Regions from separate parts of the Triticum aestivum genome. Here region 2 is linked to region 1. The links are chromatin contacts, called in public Hi-C maps. All regions are on one chromosome and are shown on one strand. The core of a region is the stretch at or near the end of the contact, and the rest is flanking DNA. Distances in the headings are between cores, read along the strand shown. Region 1 holds the start of LOC123079779. Region 2 holds the start of LOC123079781 (pentatricopeptide repeat-containing protein At3g09060).

Region 1 (7,458 bases), core at 2,388-4,887:
TCGTTTGCGTCTATTTTCTGGCCCTCCACCATTTCTTATATTCCCGGAGATCCTAACTCCAATTGGGCTGAAATTTTGAGGGGATTTTTATCCATAAATTATCTTTCTTGCGACGAAAGAAGGGCATCAACCAACCTACGAGGTTCCTGCAAGGCAAGGGGGCATGCCCCGGGGGGTAGGGCGCGCCCTGTTGCCTTGTGGGGGCCTTCGGGCATCGTTTTGAATTGATTCTTTCTTCCAAAAATCACATGTATTCCATAAAAAATCTCTATAAATTTTTATCGCGTTTGGACTTCGTTTGGTATGGTTTTTCTGCAAAACAAAAACATGCAAAAAAAACAGGAACTGACACTGGGCACTAGATTAATATGTTAGTTCATAAAAATAATATAAAAGTGCACCAAAACCATATAAAAATATTGTAAACATGGCATGAATACTTCATAAATTATAGATACATTGGAGATGTATCAATTGCCTTGATCATCAACATTGAGATGTCCGCAAAGAAAACATGTGACACCAGTGGTGCACTTGGGCACACTCGTACACCACTCAAGGTTCCCCTTTGTTCTGCATCTTGCACTAGTGCGGATAAACCTTTAGTGTAAATGACAAAGAGGTACGAGGGCAATGGGTCGCCCTACCAGAGTCCTCTTGGTGATGCAAACTATTCCATGAGCAAGTGTGTTGTTTCCCGACATACTACATGTCATGGGGTTGCAATTAGAACATGCAGGTCATCTTGATCAATACCTATTACTCTGTGCGATTTATTGATTCAGTAGTGCTCATTTCTATGTAGAATCAAATGAAATAAAGGTGTGATAACATATCATGTAAAAAAGGAAAAATCAACTACAAATTGCTTCTGGTGTGGGTTGGGTTGGGTGGCATTTTTTGAAGATAAGTTATACTATACACTCATGCAGTTGCTGGGTTTGTGCCTCTTTCGTAACAAAGGAATAGACTATTTAGTGGCACACATCTTGCTCGAATAATACCTTCAAGCCGTACGAGTCTGGTGGAAGTACAAACCAACATCACTCTTCCTAAATATGTGTGCTTTTGGTGGCCGTCGAATTAGATGGAGATAGAGGATATGTGCATTTGGATCATTGGATTTGGAAGTGATATCAGATCTGCCCTCGAGAAGCCAACCCTTAAGAGCAAGGTTGGTCTACATGTTTGGGCCACCAAACTCAACAAATACGGCATCTACATGCACCCAGGTCTTCAGACTTAAGGGGGGTGGTAGATCCATCGAATCTTCGTCACTGTACTCGGCCCTTACATACAGGCCCTCCTACGATGTCATCATCGTAGTATCCCTTTGATCTCACAAGTGATATCGAAAGGAAAATGAGTTTTTTGAAGTAGGAAAGCCTTCCTTTGTTTGGTGATGCTTCTGAGATTGTGGCTAATCTTTGTAAATGTGAAATCTCACCAATTCGTTGCGAGGGTATTGATGGGAAGTTTGAGTAGTTCTCTTCCTTGCTGGGTGTTCCGGTTTCCCTACACGTACCTAGGGCTTACTCCCATGCATGTGGCTTTCACGAAGACCAACTTACAGCCTTTGGTTGATTCAGTGTCAAACAAATGGGCGACCTACAAGTCCTTATTATTCCAAACTAGCAGATTGATGTTAACTAAGACCATGCTCATGATGATGATCATTTATAACATGTTGCCCTTGCATCTCCCTCCTTGGGTCTTCAAGGCCATCACTAAGATTTGTCAAAGCTTTTTCCGGAGAGGATCTGAGGAAGCAAAGTTATGGTGCCCGGCTAGGGGCCTCTCACCATGTCGTTCCCCGACTAGGTGGGCAGGGCTGAGGCCCCCTTTTGTCGGTTTCGTCCTGGGCCACTGGGTGGCCCATGGAAATTTACAAGGAAAATCAAGAAGCCTTACCATCAAGACAAGGACTCTCCTCCACCAACGTAGCCGACTAGGACTCATGTAATCCTAGGCCTTTGGTAACTTATATAAGCTGAGGCTGGGCTAGTCGATAGAACACAACTTAGATCATCAAGTTATTACACACAACGATCTTGTGGTAGATCAACCCATACTTTTTACTCCACCCCAAATAAATATAACACAAGCAGGACATAGGGTTTTCTCTCCTAGGAGAGCCCGAACCTGAGTGAAATCTCGTGTCTCTATTGTCGTCGCATCATGGCTACTAGTTCGGGACCCCATACCCGAGATCCGCCGGAATCAACTTCGCCACAAAGGGAGGGCATTGTCTTGTGTCCCAGGAACATATTTGCAAGCCCAAGTGATTCGGTGGTATAAGTGTTGGTCGGCCGAATTTCCTTAATTACGCATTACAAATGTGTTGGTTATGGCTTCAAAAAACCGGGCAATTAAGGGCATGGTCTGGTTTCGCTGAGATCTCTCACAAGGCCACACAATTATTTCTTGCAGCAACAAAGTGTTCGGTTGGAAGGGGTGATTGAGTAAGCTTTTAGCATGATAGGTGGATTGAAGGATAGCGAGATATTGCTCCCAGTTTATACCCATTCATTAAGGCCAGAGGAGGAAAGAAAAGATCGGTGTCGGAAACTTTGGAGGAGAAACAGTGGATTGCCGATATTCACGAAACATTGTCGATGCATGCGATCATTGAATTCATGGACCTTTGGGGGCTTGTTCAGCAATGGCACCTCCGAGCAATGATGAGGATTGCTTTACTTGGAGATTGACTGCAAATGACATCTATTGGGCAAGTTCGGGCTATGAGGCATACTTTCTCGGCATCTATTGGGCAAGTTCGGGCTATGAGGAAAAATCGGGCACCACTAAAGTAAATGTATTTCACATGGCTGGTCATGCGTGATAGTTGTTGTATTGTGGCCGTCTTGCGAAGAGGGGAATACAACATCCCGCTTGTTGTTTGTTTTGTGATTAGGCACTCGGAAAAATCGATAATATTATGGTGCAGTGCCCTTTTGCGAGTGACGTTTGGTTTATCTTCCCGCGCAATTTTGGGATTCAACGACTAACACTGAGCTTGCAAGACACGGTGAGAGTTTGGTGGTGTTCGATGGACATCATAAGTCTAGGGTAAATTCCAGCAAAATGGCGACGATCATGATAGTGGACCTTGGTAAGTTATGACTGGAAAGAAATGCTCATGTATTTCATCGGAAGGCATCAACGGTTCAGAGGGTGGTTACTACGACAACAGACGAGCTAGGGCTATGGAAGAAAGCTCGACGTAGAAAGGCGGGTAATAGGAAGGAGTAGGCATCATCTATAGTGGTGGCGGTGTGAAATTATAGGTCTTATGTTGGGGCCACAAGAGCTTGTGATGGATGCGCGCATACAATGGAGGGAGAGTCTCGAGAAGATACACACCCTCCATATTAAGGTGCACAATATTTTAGAAGTTGAAATGCTCTTACGTTCGATCAAGCTTTTGACAAAACTATCAACATCTCGAATGCTTAACCAGTAAGTATCATACAGTAGATTGAAAAAATTATCTCTAATCGTCTCGCATTGGACGGTCCAGATGATGCAGTTATCACTTGCTACCACGATCGCGCTTGGGGGGGGGGGGGGGGGCAAAAAATTTCACCGGGCCCGCTGGCCTCCACGAACCGCAACACCGCTCTACCCCCTGGAGACCCTAACCTAGAACATTCCATAATTCCATCCCAATTCTTTCAAATTTTACACACATCTAACAAGATACCCCAAATCTTCCAATTCTCCTCCCTCCCTCCCTCCCTCCCAGGCGCAGGCAGCGGGCGCGCGGCGAACCTGCCCCCAGCCAGCCGCGTCGCCGCCACTGCGACTGGCGGCGGCGCCCGCGCTCCGATGGTCGGGATGTACCAGAAGCAGCTCCTCGACGCCCCCTTCGCCCTAAACGGCCACTGCGCTGACCAGCCACGCCACGCGCCGGCCGCCGCCGCCGCCGCTTCCCCCTCGCCGTATCCGCTCAACTCCTCCTCGGGCGCTGCCCCCTCGCCGCACGCGCAGGCGGATGGCGCCGGCGAGCCGCGTCGGCTGTTCCACGCGCTCGTCGGTGGGATCCTGCAGCGCGGGGCCGGAGGCGGCAACGGCGCGGCTGGGGATCTGGAGGCGCTGGTGTCGTGGGCGCGGGAGGTCGCCGTGGATCCCTGCGCGAAGCGGCCGGCGGACAGGCCGAGGAAGCGGCAGGTGCTGGCCTTGCGGCGCGCGCGCTACCTCAAGATGGAGGACGTGGCGGACCAAGCAGAGCTCCCCAGCTTCTCCAAGGTGAGGACGAATTCGCAAACCCCTATGGTCGTGAGTCGCGATCTGTTGCTAATTTGTCGAGGTAGCCGTGGATTGGGCGGGTGGACTGTTGCTGACCATGTTCCGTTTGTGCTCTCCGGCTGCTTCGCATGGATGGGGGCATTTCTGCATCTAGGATTTTGTCACTACATGTCATTCCGCTCCGTGACCTATTGCCCGTATCGCTAGGCTTGTTTTCCTAGGAGTGCATTTGTAAATGGAGTGCCAGGTTATGGAATCGGCGAATGGCAGTTGACTGGTGTCCCGTTTCAAGCAAACAGAATCTCAGCAACCATGTACTAAATGGAGTCCCAGGGCATGGAATGGCAATTGACGGGTGTCCTGTTTCATGCAAAGAGAATCTCAGGCACCGCAGAACCTTTCCCAAACAATGGAAGATCCTGATTGGGGAAGTCTTGCTTCTATCTCAGCTGGTGACTCAGGCTGCGGTTGGCCTTGCACGGTCAATTATGATACTCCTAATTCCGTTTGTCAAACCGGATTTTTTTTTCCTTCTACCGTTTTGCTAGCCAAACTTTTCCTCCTTCGGCGGCCTATGTAGATTTGTTCACAACAGATTATAAGCGCTCCACTATTCAGCAACTGAAAACTGAGCTTTGTAACTCATAAGTCAGGGAAGCTTGTAAGAACCGCCTATCGTGGAATTGAGGCACGGCGAGCATGGCAGTCACACAAAAACTTGTTGCCCTCATTGATGATGGTTCCATTAGATAATAATGTAGTAGGTCGATTATTCATCTCATATTGTTTTACATGCTGTCGGCACTTTTGTCGTGTTCGTGTTACATCTTACATCCCATGACCATTAATCTCATTAATAAATGAGGCCTCCTTACAAAGAGAACGTGAGAATTGAGAGAATAGCTCGATCAACCTGGAGTAAGAGAAGGGCATGGTTTGTAATATTAGGCTATTCCCATGGTTTTCGAGTCTCATGACTAGTCGTCGACTAGTCGATGAGTCGCAAAAAAATATCGAATCAACTTAGTGTCTACTCGAGTCGTGAGTCGTGACTAGTCGCAATTGCAGGCTCGACATTTTCCGAGTAGACTCGGATGAGTCGCTACTCGAAAACCATGGCTTTTCCTTAGGTCTTGCACCTGTGGCTAAACAACCTATATTTGTGAAGTAAACATCCAGAACATTAAGTTTCATGCCTCGAGTCCCATTCACTAAATTTATATAATTTCAACTTCTTTTAGTCATAGTTAATGCATTGACTTGTTAGCCCATCAAAACTATCTATGTTTGTTAGGATAGAAACTAAGCTTGAAAATTTTACCATGAAGAGTTCCTAGTGAGAATGTCAATGACACGTGAGGCTTTATAATAAGTGATGCATATCGGGGAATTGCCGACATGCTTTTATTCAGTTGAGAGTATAGGCCTTAGGTGTTAGATTAAGGGACTGAAGGGAAGTTGCTGAAATGGGTATCAATAGACATACATGTTCACAAATGGCATTTATCCATAACTAACAAAAAGAAACTCGACCAACCAAGACTAGCCCTTGGTGGCATTTTTTAAGAAGGCGAGCACCAACAGAACGGAGGGTTGAGCTTCGAACACGGGTCATCGGGCTGCGAGCATTTCAGTCTGCTCTAGCTAGCCAACTGGTCGATGTGACTAGTGTGCACTGTTTTCTTTAATAATGATACCAAATTAATTATTTAAACGAAGGCTCCTTTCTTTTATGGAAGTGAAAATTATATATCTAGAATCTAGACTAATGTGCATTATTTTCTCCTGTATTCACTATATTTTACCTGACATTTAAACCTATCCTGGATTATCATATTGGAAACCTGAACTTGTGATTTATGTCATATTGAGTGGTCATGCCTTTGTCGATGTAAAAATAGTGAAAGCCTTTCAAAGTGTATTTTGGCCGAAACATTTATTAGTCTGTGCAACTTTGGCATAAAGCTGACAGCAGTACATAGTTTCCGTGTGACAGGCTTCTAAATCTAGGCTGATACGAGCACTCGGCCGATATATCGTTATTGGTAGTCTACCGATACAGATATAACATATCATTTCATAAATATCGTTTTTACGCAGATCAGACATATAGACTGGTATATTGACCGATATGGCTGATACTAGACCCGTTATGTCCACCGACATAGACCAATGTGGATGACGAGGGTTCTTTCTAGAAATATAGGTGAATATGAAATTAGGTATTTATAGCTGCATCAAATTATAAAATTCACACATAATGTTTTGTAAATATGCATATATGACGTAATTTTTATGTTAGAATAAGATTTTTGAGAGTATTTATTGATATATTTCTGAATTTACTAGTTAGTAAACTTGGAATCATATAGTTGTAACACAAGCACTGACATCATTCTTTTTTTATTATTAAAAGAGGCGTGTCTAAACAAGAATGACAAAAAAACAGATATGTTTCCTCCTATATAACTACATACCGTCTGGTATATCACCGATATCTGACATCCAATTTACGGAAACCGAACCGATATAAACCCGGTAGCCGATATTTTGAAACTTGCTGTGAAATAGAGGACCTGGGGAAGTGCTGACTGTATAATTATTTAATGTTTGGCGAAGTGGCGATGATAGTCATGATTTCCTGCACGGCCGCACGATGTGCATCCTACATGTTACTGGGAAGAACAACCTACAAGGCATAGCTGGCATCAAAGAATGGTAGGTAATAGGCACATAGTGTCGGATCCAAAATGTTTTCCCTCAAAAAAAAAAGATCCAAAATGTTTAAAATTAGAGAACCATGGTGATGTTGACTCTCTAGAGAGAGAGAATCATCTGCAACTTGTGTTCCATTTTCCTTAATAAGAAAAGTTTTTTGAAGCGTATGATTAATACTTTTATAAAATGGAGGTACAGTGCAACGTTCAGTTATTTGTTCCTGTATCAAGTCCGGAATGCGCAAACAATAGGCATGTAGCATTAACCCAGTGGTGTTTTGTTGTATGTATTTTGAAACAATTCACTGGATTTTGTTCGTAGTCAAAACTCCAATTGAAAGAATGTGGATACACCTGAGCCATGATTACCCTATTTTTATATATCTGGGAAAAGGATTGTGCCTTGTGAAACCTGTGTTGTGGTCTCCTCATCTGAACAAAAACCGAGGGCTGGATGTTTCTATCTGCTTGGCAAATTTGTATCTACGATACT
Region 2 (7,458 bases), core at 1,868-4,367, 200 kb before region 1:
TTACAATTTGCAAATGATGTAATTGAGATGCCTCGTGAGTAATGTAGAAAGCTTGCTTCTCTGAGTCGAATTTCCATTGGCCTGGATTGTTCAGGTGCTCTGAGTCGAATTTCCATTGGCATGGTATGTTCAGGTCATCTTTGAACAGGATATATCACACTGAAGCTGAGAAGATACAAAAGAAAAATCAAATAGATGTACACTTGAAGTAAAATAGGAGAAGTACAATAAATTTTAATCAACATTATCACTAGCAAAGTAAAATATATATAATTAGTATGAATTGCATAGCTTTTGTGATTCAAGATGTCTACCAGCATACCGCAGGTTTCTCAAGCTATAGGAGTTAGATGTCCATATCTGTGGCGTGTATGGTACTATGGTTACTTCTCTACTCTTATCATAAACGAAATAAACAAGCAAAGATGCGAAACTGAACTGGAAAATCAATATTTTAGGCCCACTTAGGTCATCAGTTTACTATTGTACTTGACCCTGGTTACTGCATCATAGAAGAAAGAAGAGACGAGCAAGGACAGCCTAGTCTGGACGAATCAAAAGAACCAGCTAAGCTTATGAAACAAAATTTAGCATATTTCAGTGCTTCCACACATTATTTAGTTGGTAAATGCATGCACTCAAAAGGTTCCATTTTATCTTAGAAAGCATACTGCTCCGAACCTGATATGCAGGTGAAAATGTGAAAGCAGTTAGTATTACTGAAATTCTTAACATTGGGATTAATCTGCAATTCTTGATTATGATGCCCTCAAACAAACACTACGGTTGGCATGAGAGAAACTACATAAGTGTTATTATAGTAAGTCGAACAAAATCAGGTGAAAAATATAGGCCATGGAAAGATAAACCTATCGTGCGGAATTAAGGCAAAGAAGATATTACCAAGAGGAATTCTAAAAGATCATATTTGAATAGGTCCATATTTGATGACAGCTCTGACCAGTATATTCCATGTGATGGCTGTTGGTACAATTCCTTGTGCAAGCACCTCATCCAATAATTGGACACCCTCAGGTGTTCTTTGACAAGAGCATAGACCCTTAATTCTTGTATTATATGAAATTATATCAGGTACCAGACCATTTTCTAAAATAGCTGTCCACAGAGACGCTGCTTTGTCAAAACAACCCATTTCATAAAATCCATCCATGAGTGTGTTATAGGTCACTAGATTTGGGCGGCAGTTATTCTTCTCTTTCATCTCAGAGAGAAGACGCGAAGCTTCATCTACTTTCCCAGCAGAACAAAGACCATGGATTAAGATGTTGTGCATCATGACATCTGCCTGAAGACCCTTATCAAGAATTTGATTCCACAGAGCAAGGGCAGCATCAACTTTTTTGTCTCTACAAAGGCCACGAATCAATGAAGCATAAGTATTGACATCTAGTTTACAACCTTTCTCCAACATTTCCTTTGTAAAGCTTGAAGCATCTTGATACTTTTCAGCCTTACATAGTCCATCTATTAGAGTGTTGTAAGTGATGACAGTAGGAGAACAACCATTGTTTGCCATCTCGCCGTATATTCTTACAGCATCACTAAATTTAGATGCTTGGCAGAACCCTTTTATTAGTGCATTGTAAATATGAGGATTCAGTTTGCAGTCATCCATAGATATCTTTTCATATAACTTAACTGCATCATCTAGTCTCCCATCCTTGCACAGTCCCCTTATCACGGATGAATATGAGAATGCATCTATTTTTTTACCACTGGTCTGTGCTTCCACTAAGATTTGAAGTGCCTTGTTAGCAAAGCCTTTCTCACATAACCCATGGATCATAGTGCCAAAACTCACCATGTCAGGAGAGGACGAAGTGTCTTTCTCCAATAGCTCCCACAATTCTCTAGCTTCATCGACCATGCCACCATCAAAGAGCCCCTTCAACATTATATTATACGTTATCACATTACGGATGCCAGAAACACTGGTAGAGTCCCAGAATTTCCAAGCCTCTCCTACTCTCCCAGCTTGGCAGAACCCCTTGATGAGTGAATTATATATGGCAACATCAGGAACAAGCCCAGTCTTGATCATCTCTGAATATACCCTTGCTGCACCATCCACATCCCGTGACCGGCACAAACCGTGAATCAGAATCCCATAGGTAATCATGCCGACTTGGTGATTATTTGCAATCATCCTCTCCCATACCCCACCCGCCTCCTTAAACCTCCCAAGTTTACACAAGCCATCAAGCATCGCATTGTAAGTGGAGAGGTTGGGTCTTGCACCAGGATCTCTCACCAGCTGCTCCCACACCCGCATAGCTTTCTCAAATTCACCATTCCTGAAACACCCTCGGAGCACTGCATTGTAACAAACAGCGTCAGGCTGCACTTCATAGGTCGGCATTTCGTCGAGCAGGTAAAGTGCCATGTCCAAGCGGCTGTGTTTGACAAGCCCAGACATGAGAGTGGAGTAGGTGACGCGGTCCGGAGCAACTACGCAGCGGCGAAGGGAATCGAAGAGCATCAGAGCTCGATCGAGGTCCCCACGTCCGCAGAGGGAGCGGAGGATGATGTTGTAAGTCCGGAGGTTGGGGGCAATGCGGCGCCCGAAGGCGCCATGGGAAAGGGACGCGAAGAAGGCGTCGGCGTCAGAGAAGCGACGGGCCCGCACGAGAGCGTCGAGGAGGGCGTTATGGGAGCGGACGCCCAGGTTGCAGCCGAGGAAGGCAGGGAGGCGGCGGAAGGCGGCGAGCGCGGCGTCGGGCATGAGCGCGCGGGAGAAGGCGGAGAGGACGACGAGCGCGGCGGGCTCGGAGAAGCGCGGGCGGTGGCGGAGGCTCGGGAGGAGGCCGAGGAGGCGCGGAAGGCGGGCCGGGGCGGAGGTGGCGAGGCGGCGCAGCAGGTGGAAGAGGAGCGGCTGGGGCGGGGTGTAGGCCGGCCAGGTGGCGACGAGGAGCTCCAGGTGGGCGAGCGCGGAGGCGGGGTCGGGCTCGGACTTGATCAGCTCGAGGAGGCGGTGGATGGGCGGCGTCTCGCCGCCGGGCTGCGCCGACTGCGGCATCGGGTTGAGCGGACCGTGGCCGCGCGCGGCGGCTGCACGCACGGGCGCGCCAGGCGTCTGGTGGTGTTGCGGTTTGGCTTGTGAGGTGACGGCGGGGGCTAGGTTTTTGGGTTGGCTCATTCATGATCGCACCCTGGCCCTGCGGCCTTGCCAGATGGGCCGGCCCGGCACGGCACGGCCCGGCCTGGATTAAACGGGCCAGGCACGGCACGGCCCGGCCAGGCACGCTAACTACTTGGGCCGTGCCGGGCCGGCACGCGTGCTGCCCTCTCAGGCACTGGCACAGCCCATGGCTACACGTGCTGGCCCGTAGGCACGTCTGGCACGAGATGGCTCGATTTTTTTTTTAAAGCCGCGTCTGGCCGTGCGCAGGCGCGCAGCGCCGCAGCCAGAACGTGCTCACGAGGCACATCGATGCAGCAGGGCTGCATGCATGCATGCCTCGCTGTGACACACCACTACACCAGCATGATTTTTTAATTTAAAAGTAGCACGTAACAGCATAGCAGTAGGCAGTACTAGTATACTTGCACACTTAAGAGTTTTTTTTTTAGGGGGACTTGCACACTTAAGTAGCATGCTCCGCTCGCTGTGACACTGTGCGTGCCGTGCCGGGCTGGCACGCGTGCTAGGCATAGCAGCCCAGGCACGGCCCTAGCCGGGCCACGTGCCAGGCCCGGCCCGCGTAGCCTCGTGTCGTGCCAGCCCATGACGTGCCCGGCACGCGGGCTATCGTGCCGGCACGATTAATAGGCCCGTTTGGCCAGGTTTGGGCCTGCCAGTGCCAAAGAATAGGGGGGGGGCGGACGAGAGGAAAGTTCTGAAACGACTGGGCCGAGTAAATTACATCTATAGTATCTCAATTTGATCCTAGGGTTCAATTTGGTCACTGTATTCAGGAAAGGTCAAAATACGGTCACCGAGATTGCCAGGAAGTGTCACTCTACGGTCACCAGAACCATATTCGATGTATTTCGCTGATGTGGCAAACACACATATCTCTCTCTACTACCACTCTTCCCTGAAATTTTGTCGAACACCTTAGCCACATCCACCGGTGCACCGCACGCCGAGCTCGCACCGCTACCGCAGCTCTCCAGCGTCGCGTTCTAGAGCTCCCGAAGCATCCCGTGGCCTATGAACGATGCTGCGTTGGTTTGCTAAACCATCACAGACGGAATACCCAACTCCGGCCCCACGCCCAACTTGAAGCTCATCAGCGTCGTTGGCCAACCACTGGCACCATGTTTGCAAGTGCACTAGGTGCGTGTGTGGCCGATCGACACCATGTTTGCGATTTTCGGTAAAATAGCCTTCCACCCTGCTATGCTCAGCCTCCGTCGCCTGCCTGACAGAGGCTGTCAACCTGCTCTTTCCCCATCTCTCGTCCAGCCACGCCCCAACACCTTGCAGACATACTCGCGGTTGGTGTACTGATCGGCACGTCGGATGCCAGGTTGGGCGGCGTCTTCGTTGAAGAGGGATCCCAGGGCGCGTTGGTGTACATGCACGGGTGCTCCACGGATTTGCCGAGGCTATAGCCTAACCGTCGTGTACCTCGCATTTCGCCGTGCACGGCGGCATCGCTCTGTATTCTGAACACCACAAATGAGTTTCGCAACGCTGGAGGGGACGTAGATTGCGGCGACGGCCGGGGCACGGCATGGCCTCCGTGAAAGCTCGCCGCTTGCAGGAGGTTCAGGGATCGGAGAAGTGCTCTCCATCGCGCACTAGGCAGATGAGGTACACGCCAGGGGAATCGGGCGTCCGAGCTTTCCAGGAGGCGGCGGCGCGCAAGTTGCTAAGGTGCGAGCCGACCTCGTAGTCATCTCGGAGCATGTCAAAAAGATGAGCTCGTCCGGGTGCATCGCACAACCATACTGCTCGACGAAGAGCGGGGCGTCGCACGAGAGGAGCTCGAGCTGGGCGGTCTTCCACCTTGACGTGGACGGCACGATGTGATGTGAAGAAATGCGGTGGAGAAGTAGAGGCTGTTGACAGAAGAGAGCTGAGCAGTCAAGTGGTACATCACCGCGGGCTCCATCATCCATGGCTGGTCGGCATATACGCGCCAGCCGGTGCTCAGGTTCATTCATCGAGTGCGGAGAGGGATGATAAGGATGAGCATGCCACGTGAGCAAGTCAACGGTTAGGACCAGTCAACATATACCACATCAGCGAAATACGTCGGATACAGTAGAGTGACACATTTACGCAATCTCAGTGACCGTATTCTGACACTTCGTGAATACAGTTACCAAAGTGAACCCTAGGACCAAGTTGAGGTACTATTGATGTAATTTACTTCTCCATTTGAATTGAATGGGCATTCTAACTAATATAATCTTGCCGCAAGGCCGGCCGTTCCGTTGGCGGAAATGGTGCAGAACATGGCCCAGCCATTGGCGCAGGAAAAACAGCCATTGGCGGAAACGGCCGTTCCGTTAATCGCACCGGGTTATTGGACGTGTCCTGTATTTTTTGTTCGTTCTCTACCATCCCGTGCATAAAAAATTCGGGAGTTGCTGTTCGATGCTCGTGTCACACGCCGCGGCTACGAGGCTGGACGCCCGAACAACTCGAGCTTTCTTTACTTTGTTCCGATCTCCATCAATTTGCCATGTCCTGCCTTGTGCGGCACGTGCTATTGCGTAATAGTGCTCCCTGTCACCTTCGAACGCTTTGCTGCTGGTGCTGCCGATGCGGACGGCCCGGCCACCTTCGACGGTCGCGTTTGCGGAGGGCAGCGTACGCAGCCAGCGAGCAGGAATAGATTCGAACCGGCCGGGCAGCACCATCTGCACGAATAAATACGTTCATTTCCTCTCTTCTTTTCACGTGCGTTGCGCGAGCATATTTCTTCATTTTATTGATTTTTTTATTATTCATTCCAGCTTTGGTTTTCTGAAAGAGAACTGAGCAGAGTCCGCCAGCAGCAACCACATATGTAAATTATCGTGTGCGTGGTATGCACCTGCAATCTTATAGACACAAGGACGTATATTTTCCTGCCGAAATATAACAATCAAGGATGCATATTTCTTCCCCTAAAAAAGACGCACATTTCCTTTTCGCAAAAAAATAGATGCATATTTCTCACATACTGTCAGGATGTACCAACTGCCTCCGAACCTTCTAACCGTTTCCGCGAACACGCTAGATGAATATCTTTGCATTGATAGGTAGAAAGATTACTATCGTTTCCGTGATCAAACATAGCTTTCAAGCAGGCAAAATGATAAGACTCTCCGAACGTTTTAATCGCATAGTTCCGCGCTACAAATTGATTCGATTCTGTAGAGGAAACTGATGTTGTGCGGCGAAAAAGTGGACTGCTCTGTTGGAGGATGGTTAATGTTATAGCCAACAATCAGTTATGTGGAGCCCGTAAAGAAAGGGTTATATGTAGTTGTCGCATCGCCTATAGTCAACATGTATAGTAGCTAGTCACTAAAAAATAATTTAAACTAAAATCATGACAAGAGTTATGAAATGGAAGGAGTACTACTTTATTAATACTATAGTTGTATGCCCATGCGCTGCCACGAAAAAAAGAGCAACACTGCTATCGAAAAATAATATTATTTTTTGACACATAACAAAAAAGGGTAATTTCGGAGAAGATTATCACATAATGTGACAACTGAAATGAACAATACAATGAAACAAATGCAATCATATCCGAATATCATAGCCCACAAGCTGGTGCCTGTCTCTGGCCTCTTTACACATCGTGCCATCCTTTCAGCCGACATCTCATGGCGTTACGGGAGGCAAGGTGCATAGCGCTAGGACTTATAGATCGTCCAAGAAGGCTTGTTTTCGGGCGATGTTGCGCACGTTCTTTGGAATGGGAGCTCGACCTTCCCATATGGGGCGGCAGGCCCTCCGGCGACAGCGAAGGAGGGACCCTAGGACGGCAACTAGGGTCTCCACGTGTCACCTTACACGAGGACGGGGCTCACACCTGATCTGAGACAGTTGAACCACCTCGAGAACCAAAATAAGTCCTAACAATTTTTTGTATAGAGCATTATTAGTACTTTCTTTGTCATGTGTAACCTACTCCCTCTGTTTCATAATGTAAGACGTTTTTTAGCACTAGTGTAGTCACTGTAATGTCAAAAACGTCTTAGATTATGGGACAGAGGGAATAAAACCGTTTTCTTCTGAAGGACTAACCAAAATCGCTAGAAACAGGGGTGGTGATCGATTTTGAGTTACACATCAATTGTAGCCAGATTATTAAGGATGATCTACAGCTCTTCTTCTCGCAGTTGTACCATCACCAGGTAGACCTTGCTAGGATCAACATGGCTTACAATTCCCTCCTACCCAAGAAGGAAACCTCACTTGAACTACGAGACTTTAGGCCCATCTCTATTGTACACAGTGTGCCTAAGCTTGCTAGCTAGTAAGGT

Evidence for each region. A called contact is a pair of places that touch in the nucleus more often than the background predicts.
Region 2: a Hi-C map of leaf shows a contact between it and region 1, with 4 times the contacts expected there. The contact joins the promoter of LOC123079781 here to the promoter of LOC123079779 in region 1. A contact is called at or near these places in 2 of 5 Hi-C or Micro-C datasets (both in leaf).

Annotation. Positions count from the first base shown.
Region 1 is chr3D:474,376,047-474,383,504 of IWGSC CS RefSeq v2.1, reverse strand. It overlaps LOC123079779, which reads left to right and starts at 3,637. Exons shown (of 3, transcript XM_044502583.1): 1 at 3,637-4,248. The coding sequence starts at 3,829.
Region 2 is chr3D:474,575,629-474,583,086 of IWGSC CS RefSeq v2.1, reverse strand. It overlaps LOC123079781 (pentatricopeptide repeat-containing protein At3g09060), which reads right to left and starts at 3,117. Exons shown (of 4, transcript XM_044502594.1): 1 at 904-3,117; 2 at 1-165. The coding sequence starts at 3,037. The coding sequence ends at 923.